Linked DNA regions of Cricetulus griseus: region 2 is linked to region 1. A link is a contact called in public Hi-C data. All regions are on one chromosome and are shown on one strand. The core of a region is the stretch at or near the end of the contact, and the rest is flanking DNA. Distances in the headings are between cores, read along the strand shown. Region 1 has its middle 220 kb from the start of Slc30a10. Region 2 has its middle 110 kb from the start of Slc30a10.

Region 1 (4,548 bases), core at 1,366-3,865:
ACACACAAACACACACACACACACACAGTAGGACTAAGAACTGCCTGTCTGACAGCACCTTTGAAAGGAGTTGTGGCAGGGTGGCTTGGCTGCCCATGAGTATCTGGAAGCAGCTGTGGGAACTTCTCCTTTGTGTAACCACTATGGGTGTTTGAGTCCCAAAAGACTTTGTAGTGATTTTGGGAACTTACGTCTCTTCCAGGGAGGTTCTGGGACTCAGGCTTTTTTTTTTTTTTTTTTTCTTTTTTTTTTTAATAGTGATCACAGCTGGGGGATGTGTGTGATGATAAATCTTTCCACCAGTCACCTGAGTACCACGTTAAGGTCCCACGTAACACACAGAGACTTATATTAGGTACAATACTGCTGGCCAATGACTAGGATTTATCTGCTATCTCTGTCTTAAGTATCAACCATAATTATTAATCTATATATTTATAAAGAATTATTTTATCGAGGATTCTGGCAGCGTGTGTCCATTCTTCTGGGGATCACATGGTGATGACAGTCTTTACTACATTTCCCAGAATCCTCCTTGACTCCTAGTCCCACCTAACTTTCTTCCATATTGGCCAACAATACTTTATTTGTCAATCAATAAGACAAACATATACACAGAAGGACCTCCCCCATCAGATGTGGGGAAATTCCAGGCCAAGTGTGGCCCTGTGCTGTGAAGCCTTGTGATTTAGGGTGAACAGCTGACTCATCTGAGGTAGCATTTTCTGATGTGGGCAACAAGGCCCATGCTGACCACTATTGACTAGGGCTCCTATTGGTGGTACTGGGAGTGCGGTACGTTTTGTTTTGCACGGAGCTTTATTTTATAAATGTACAATCCCTTCCCACCTTCCCTCCTTCCTTCTTTGTGGTCTTGATCAAACCCAGGGGGTTTGTAGGATAGTTTAGTGTACCCCAGCCTTCCCCTTCCCCCTTTGAGGCAGTGTTTTGCTACACAACTCAGGCTTTCCTTGAAGTGGTTGTAGCTCAGATTGGCCTCATATTCTAGATCCCCTTGCCTCTGCCTTCTGAGTGCCTGAATGGCCTTTTTAGGTGAAAATCTTGGATCTATAGATGAGGCAGATGTGACAAGTACATTTTGCTGACTGGCTGGCACAATATTCAGGTGTACCAGTCCTGAGTTCTGTTAGGGTCTGCGGATCACCCCACAAAACAGAGACCACCACTCTCATATACAATCAGCAAGAGCGTGTGTATTCCAGCATTCTGAGGTTTGCCAGCCAGCCAGCAAAATGGCTGGGACTCCAGGGGAGCACACAGGCTCCTTTTATAAGCAGCCAGGAGGGGGTTAGGTCATCCTGAACCTGACTGGCTGGGGCTCGCTCCTCTTCCTGCTTTAACAGGGTATAGAAACAACTGAAACTAAGCTGGAACTCAGGCCTAGTGGGGGCTGGGGCCAGGAGAAGCCTAGCCATGGCTCTAGAAGCCGCAAACCAGGAGTTTGGGGCTGGGGGCCCATGGCAAAGGCCAGGGCTGAGGCAAGGGGGACTGGCCAGTCAGGGTCGGCCCCGCCCTGCCCCATTACATTTATTCAGTACACTCAGCTTCATTGAAGCCCGGCATCGGGTCTGGGATGCTTCCTCACTGCTGTTTGCACCTCAGCTAGGTGCCATCTCAGGGCCACTAGCATGGGACTGCGCGGGAATACAAGCCAGGGAGGCGCTAGCTGGCCACCTTGGAGTCTGTACTGGGCCGAGCTGTACCACCGCGCCAAGTTCCCCTGGCTATTGTTTAGAGATGCCAACGGCTGGTGGATCCCAGGCTTTCAATGCTGGGCCTGTACAGCTGCTTCCATTATTGAAAAAGATGCCCAAGGCCAGACTGTAGCTCCTCAACCATTTACAGCAGTGGTTCTCAGCCTTCCTAAAGCTGTGACCCTTTAACACAGCTCCTCATGTTGTGGTGACCCCAACCATACGGTTATTTTGTCGCTACTTCTGAACTGTGATCTTGTAACTGATATGAGCCATAACATAAGTATGTGATATTCAGGGTATCTGATATGCAACCTTTGTTAAAAGGTCATTCAGTCCCAAAGGGGCCACGGCCCACTGGTTGAGAGCCACTAATCTAGCGTGACAATTGTAGCCTATCGTTGTAGGGCACACGTCATGGGCCTCAGCCCTGCACCCCAACACATTGCATTTACTGAAAGAATAACCCCAGAAGTAAAATCACAGTGATCACAGTCAAACACTGTCTTTGGAGCCAGGCGCTGCTCAGTGAGCACCCTGGAAGAGCATCTTCAAGTCACAGATCTGCCAGGGATGGAAGACAGCGCTCAGAGCTGATTCTGGGTCAGCCTCCCACTTACCACTCATCTCCAGTCCTGCATGAATCATTTACAGAACTGCGCTTGGCTCTGAGGGATGCTTCCCTGAACGAAGAGACGAGTTCCTCAGCCAGGGGTATTGAGTGGTCCAGGAAAAGTCCTAAAGTGAGAGACAAATGCTTTTGTGTTGGTGGTTCTGAGGGTTGGGGGTAAGCCTCCCTTAGAGGGGTTGAACAAAGCCATCAGAATGAACACAGAGTGCTTCCCCCTTGCAGGTCCAAACCACACCAGGGGTGACTCAGGCTGGCTCAGTCTTCCTGCCGCTGTTTACAAAGCCATTGAGTTCCTTGGCAGGAGAGTGTGGAAGCAACTCACAGAAGGGGACAGGGAACACATCGAATCTTCCTTTCAGCTCAGTGAGCTCTGCTGCACACACAGGGGAGCTACACACCCCTTCACTAGTTTCGTGATGAGTCTTGCAAATGGAAAACAAGAGATTAATGTTCCAGAGCTGAAAGGCATGGGCAAGCCTGCTGCTCGCCCCATCAGACGACTCTGTGACTGTTGTGGCCCACCTAACCACAAGCCTGGGCTGTCTTGGCATCGCAAGCTGCTGCACTGTGCTCTGCACAGCATGCTGCTTCATGCGTGTCTCACAACAGCTTGTCTGTCTGCATTCTATTTTCTCTGAGTGTTTATTCCGAACTTCCAAGTCCCAGGCAGCAAACTGTCCCTGACACTCCAACAGTTTAGATGACACGTGCTCTTGCAGGGTGATATGTATATATTTTCTCTACAAAAGAGAAAAATGTTTCCCTAACAAGGCTGGAGGCAGAGGGCAGTCTGTTTCTGGGGAGTAGAGGTTTGTTTTGCTGGGGTCTCCTGATTGTTGAAGATGTGAAATCCACCGGCTCCTCCACACCCCATTAGGGTCACCAGTGTGTGCTGGCTGGAATGAACTGGTCCACGGGCGTCCTGTACAGGACCCGTGGGTGAGAACCTAGAGGACTCCAGAGGTCAGGCGATGGCAGAGATGTCCGAGGACTATGGCCATTTGGGCATATGTGCCAATAATATTAAACAAATGCAGATTGTGTGAGGTCCTGGGTTTGCAGCACTACATAAAAGTCTGGATTAAAACAACAAAATCCAAACACGTGTATGTATATATAGGTAGACGTATAGATAGATACATGTGTAATTATAGACTGTAAATATAATGCTAATTATAGCTGAGTGGCCAGTGTGATGCCTTTTGGCTCTTATTTGAATTTTCGGCTAAGGGGAGACTAGGGTCAGCTCTGTAAATAGCATGTGGACTGGTTATCATTCAGGCCAGAGGTTTTCTTTTTCTTCTTAGGAGTGACTGGTCATACTTATGACATTTGTTTTATTTTTATATGCATGAGTATTTTGCCTTTGTGCATGTCTGTGAACCATGTGTGTATCTTGTGTCCCCAGAGACCAGAAGAGGGTATCAGACCTTCTGGGATGGTGGTTACAGATGGTTGCTAGCTGGCAGTGTGCTGGGAACTGAACTCAGATCCGCTGAAAGAGCAGCAAATGCTCTTAACCTCTGTGTCCTCTCCCCAGCCCCACCTTCCCAGTGACCTTAGGCTACCTATTTACACACCAGGGTGACAGGAATGAACACCTCTGTCCTTGAGAAGGGCTGCCCCTCCTGTGCCTCCACCCTGTGGTAAAGCTGGGTCTTTCTCCACAGATTTTGAAATTTTGATTCTCCCAAGCAGCTTGGGGGGATGGTTCTAGGTGATAGATGAGAAAGAGGACGACGGGGGATGACAGTCCTTGAGGTGCTTCTGTGTCCACTGATATGGTATTAGGTTTTGAAGTTACACTGAGGTCAAGGACATGAAAATGAGGTTGAAATTTTCTAGAAGCTCTCTGGAGACTCAGGCCTGCTGCTCTCAGGCCTGTTACCGACTTGGCTTTCTGGGCTGAACTCATTTATTTGTGTCTTTTTTATGGCTCATGAAGAGCAGATGCAATTGAGTTTGGTGTTTCACGAGGCGTTGAACTATTTATTTGTTTTGTAATATAAGCTTTTTTTTTTTTTTAAATAAATAGTATTATCCAGGGTGCTGGATATCCAGGCTGGCTCAGTGGTTAAGAGTACTTGCTGGTCTTTCAGAGGTCCTAGGCTCAGTTCTCAGCACCCCCAAATCAGGGTGATTACAACTGCCAGTGACTCTAGCTCTAGGGATCCGACATCCTCTTCTGGTCTCCCTAGGTAC
Region 2 (4,681 bases), core at 1,882-4,381, 110 kb before region 1:
TCCTTTTAAAATCTCACTTATTTCTTTTTCTTTATATAATGAAGGTGCTATTGTTTCTGAATTCAGTGAATCTGGACAAAATGAGAAAGAAAAAGAATGAGAGAAAAAAAAAGAATTTGTTTTGCTTTGTTTTTTGAAACAAAGCATAAAACAGTCAGTTCTACAGCAGCTTCTCAGGGAAATTCTCTGTTTTACCCTATGTGTCTCAGGTTGCAGTGAACATAGAAGACCAACCAGTGGTTTTCTATAAATATCAGTGGTATCGTTTGCTTCCATGACATCAAACAAAGGGATTCCCCAGTCAGTCAGTCGCCTGTGCAGACTTGGTATACCCACTGGGTAAGAAGAATAGTCTTTTAGTCCCTAGGCACTGGGTTTGTTGAGCTCCCTGAATCTGAGAAAGGGAGAGGAAAGAGAGGGGGAACTTCAGGGTCCAAAGAAGGGAGGTCAGCTCTACCAAGCCCTATGAGAGCACCAGCTAGGTTCAGTGAGTCTACAAGAAGGAGGTGACTAGGCTCCAACCTTTGTTTGATGCTTGACCTAGAGAACTGCTTACAGGATGAGGACTCTCCGTTATCATGAGGTTAAGAGGGATGGGCCATATGTAGTAGAAATATGAAGAGGTATACCCAGGGTCCGATTTCTTACGTTAGTCAAATGTGTTGAGTAGGATTCTAATGTTTTCTCTAGGTACCATGCTCATGAGTCATAATCAAAGCTCATGAGTCAGCTTTGGACACTGGGCACACACCTCACCTTTGTGGGCAGTCACAGGTGGCTGGAAAAAAAGATTACAATGACTCCAGTTAGATAAAGACATAGCTAATGTCTATCTGTATCTTCATCTCCCTTTCTTATCCCTACCCTTAAAGCATCAGAGCCCCAGAAGGAGGAAAAGGGTAATGCTGCAATGAAAGTGTGTTTTCTTTTTGTCCCATGTCCCTGGAGCCATAGATCGTGTGAGCACAGACAGAAACCAAGAGTGAGAGGGTGAGTTTTGAATCTAGTGTGAGCCTGGGGTTATAAGAGTTTGAGTCTGAGTCTTAGTCACTGAAAATAGGAAAGTTGGGGTGTTCACCTGGGGTGTTACAGGATTTACTGCTGGGCAGAGAGGAAGGTCTGACAGACTGAATGAAAACAATAATTAAAAACAAAGTTTGTTTCTCACTGATTTGAAATTCTAATTCCAAAGCATAGCGGCAAATGCAAACCAGAACGATTGGGCTTGGAATAGAGACAAATACAAACACTTCTCCTTTCTTATGCAATGCTTTGTTTTCCCTGGGCTTAATGAAATTGTCTTAATGTTGGTTTGCTTGAGTTTCTATTTATGTCTTACCAATGTAACCACAATCGTTTATCCCCAAATGTCCAAAATGTCTTTCCTGTTCACTGGAGGACCTTGTTTGGGAAATCTGTATTGACTCACTCCAGCCAGCTCCAGTTTGAACTGCTGCTTTCTGGGCTATTACACAGCAGTGATCTCTTGTTTGCTCCGAAACATTTTATTTATGGGAGCTCTACTTTGTGATGGATTCCCTGTTCTCTAGATTCCAGATCTTAAGTCTTCCCACACCCACACTTTGCTGTCTTGTTTTGGTGGGGCACTTTCTATAGAACCTTCTGGAAAACATTGAAAATGGGATGCTTATTTTCAAGAGAATAGATTCTAAAAATGTTTTTGGTTTACTTGTAGTTTGTTCATAAAATAGCCCTATTACTTCCTTTTTTGTTTTGTGGTTCCTAACTATATTGCCTGATTTTGGCCAGTAGCAACACATTAGACAAAAAAGAAGTAGTAATTGAAAATGCTTATCCACTGGGGAGCACTGTTTCACTTCTCTTTTGGAAGCCCCAAACACCACGGGAGAAAGGTTAGTTTGCTGGTAAACAAGAGACCAAGTGGAGCAGAGACAAATTGTAACAACACAGGACCACCCACTTCCCACTTAAGAATAGCCTTCTGGAGTATGCGTGAGGCCATCCTACACCATTGAGCCCAAGATGACTTGACTATAAAGTTTGCCAAACCAGACCAGACTAGTGGCCACTTAGCTGATTCATGGAATGTAAAGAAATTACAATTTGTTTTTAAAAGCCACCAAGCTTTACGATGGCTTGTTTTCTAGCAAAAGAGACCCAGGACTCTGTCTTGTCAGTTGGTAGTTTAGCTGGGTAGAGAATTCTGCATTTGAAGGTCACTTTTCCTTTAGAAACTCAGAGGCATTGTTCTATTACCTTCTAGTCTCCAGTACAACTAATGGGAATCTTAATTGTAGGATTCTTGAGTTTTACATGTTCTTTCCCCTCTGTGAAAGTCTTAAGGACACCCTTTAATCTGCAGTATTTTGAAATTTCACAAAGATGTGCAAGGTTTGGCAAACTTACCCTCTATTTTGAAGGGTGTCTGATAGAAATGACATTTCGAGTCTGAAATGGTTTTCTTCTTATTTGGAGGCCTCTTCCCTTTCTTTTTAGGTGACTATGGGTTGGTTTCTAGCCACGTGTTTCCTGTGTCCTCTCTGAATTTACCTCTGTTTGGATACTGAACCCCTCTGATGGAATCTTAAGTTTCCCAGTATATTTTTCTCTCTTTTCCATGGCTCTGGCTTTTGGATCTATTTCATCTGGAAGAGCTCTAGCTTCTTTCGAAAATAATAATTAAAAAATAATTTACTTTTATTTGTATGAGAGTTTAACCTGAGATTATGTATGTGTACCACATATATACCTGGTGCCCATGGAGATCAGAGGAGGGCATTTGATCCTGGAGCCATGGATAATGGGCACTAGGTGCTGAATTTGGGTCTTCCCAAAGAGCATTAAATACTCTTAACTGTTGAGTCATTGCTCCAGCCATGAACTTCTTCTCACTTAACTCATCACCTCTGCTTCCCTAGGTCAGTTTCTGGAACCCTTGGCCTGTTTCCTCCATGTTTTCTCTGTTTAAAGGGCACAGATCCTCTTTTAGGGAGGCAATGTTTTTGATCCCTCTGAGAATATCAGACATTGTTTTTGGAGTGTTACTTCCCTGGGGAGTTTCTATTTCCTTCAAATTATTCATCTTTGTTGGCTAATCATGACTCAGCTATTGGCCAGAACAAGGCTGTGGAATTTGTAGGTGCCTTGAAACTGGGAGCGATGTCAAATGTGTGAGATCACAACAAATTGTAAGCCATCTTAGCCAGTGGGAAGGACATGATTCTGATAAAGAAATAGCATGAATTTGAATATAAGCTTGGGTTAGCCCTCTAAGTACAATATGAAAGAAATGGATTTGTGAGTTAGAGAGATGAAAATGACTTAGAAATCTGAGCCAGCAGTCAGTTTAATGGATGTGAAGTTTATTGAGTTTCCTTTCCTGTACTATGGACACTTCAAATACACTAAACAGGAAATTCCCACAGCGTCATTAATAGACATAAAATGCCAAGGATGAGAGAGGCGATTGCCTTGCTATATTTCGAGAAGCTGTTATTACAGCAATCCTAATGATAGCTATAATTTGATGAACACTCTCATTGTGCTTGGTGCTATTTTAATGTGTTTTGAGTTTATTAACTCAGTTAATACAAATTTGATGAGAAATTTGAGAGAAAGAAGGAAGTAGGAGTTCCTGTCCAAGGTAACATCATTTGTTCAAAGTCATGTCAGCTCTAACAAGGAGTGTTCAGATTTGAATGTAAGTAGTCTGCTTCAGTGTCTATACCCTGGACCTGTTTCTCTAATTGCTCTGCACACACACACACACACACACACACACACACACACACACACACACACACACACACACACGAGATCGTGAGAGAAGTGAGTTCTTGGGTGGTGAAAGACCTAAACCTTGAACTGGAAGAGGATGACTTGAAGGTGACTGTGAGCACCAGGTGCCCAGGAAGCTGACAAACGCCCTGAACCACTTGCAAAGCCTTTACACTAACAAGGCTTTAGCTGTATTCTCTTTGACCCTGAGACTAGGACTCCGAGATTAGGCTGATGACTAGCAGGTACCGAGTGTGTGAGAGAAGTTAGCTAGACCTGCAGATAGTTTTCTAATGACCATGTTTTGAAATGTTGTATAGTTTACTTTGCAGTTGGGTTCTCTGATATCAGAGATATTCAAGAAGGGGCAGGCATTGCTGGTGGAAGAAGCACAATTGTTCTCAAACCTGGAGAGGTCATTTTATTTTGCCATGTCCAAGCTAGCGGAAACAGTTTGAGATGTTTTATCTCCAAAGGGCAACACCCAGTTAGAAACTGAGAGTGGCTGTCTGCAGTGGAGGGGACTGGGATCCTGCATGACAACAAGATCTTCTCAAGATCACACTGGTGGTTTGGAGCGCAGGAGGAACTCAGTCTGGTCTCCTAGATTCTAAGATGAATTTTCTTTGCAACACACACATTGCCATCCAGCTCCCCATGAAGTTTCTCCCTTGCCTTCTGTTTCCACTCAGTACACGTTCATCCCCGTTTCCTACCATCTTCACGAAGAGCGTTGAGTGCTGGCCAGCTTTCCTGGCAGCAAGTAGTCTTTTGTTGCTCATAGCTCTTCTGCTGCAGCGTTGGCGGGGTGGGGGGGGAGGAGGGCACCCATTTCTCATTTGCAGCCATCTGAAGTTAGAACTCTGAAGAATAAAACACAATTGTCACAGTTACTGCTGTTTGTAGCCATTGCTCAAATACT

Evidence for each region. Hi-C and Micro-C count contacts between places; a contact is called where the count stands out from the background.
Region 2: a contact with region 1 is called in a Hi-C map of fibroblasts, with 3 times the contacts expected there. The contact joins two enhancer-like sites. A contact is called at or near these places in 2 of 8 Hi-C or Micro-C datasets (the CHO-K1 cell line and fibroblasts).

Annotation. Positions count from the first base shown.
Region 1 is chr5:9,049,803-9,054,350 of CriGri-PICRH-1.0, reverse strand. No RefSeq gene overlaps it. Among named protein-coding and RNA genes, the nearest start is that of Slc30a10, 220 kb to the left of the region's middle. Within about 2 kb of position 2,615, at least 3 of the 6 cell types and tissues checked have open chromatin away from gene starts, as enhancers often do. A contact at or near this core is called in fibroblasts, where this site is marked.
Region 2 is chr5:9,158,646-9,163,326 of CriGri-PICRH-1.0, reverse strand. No RefSeq gene overlaps it. Among named protein-coding and RNA genes, the nearest start is that of Slc30a10, 110 kb to the left of the region's middle. Within about 2 kb of position 3,131, at least 1 of the 6 cell types and tissues checked has open chromatin away from gene starts, as enhancers often do. A contact at or near this core is called in fibroblasts, where this site is marked.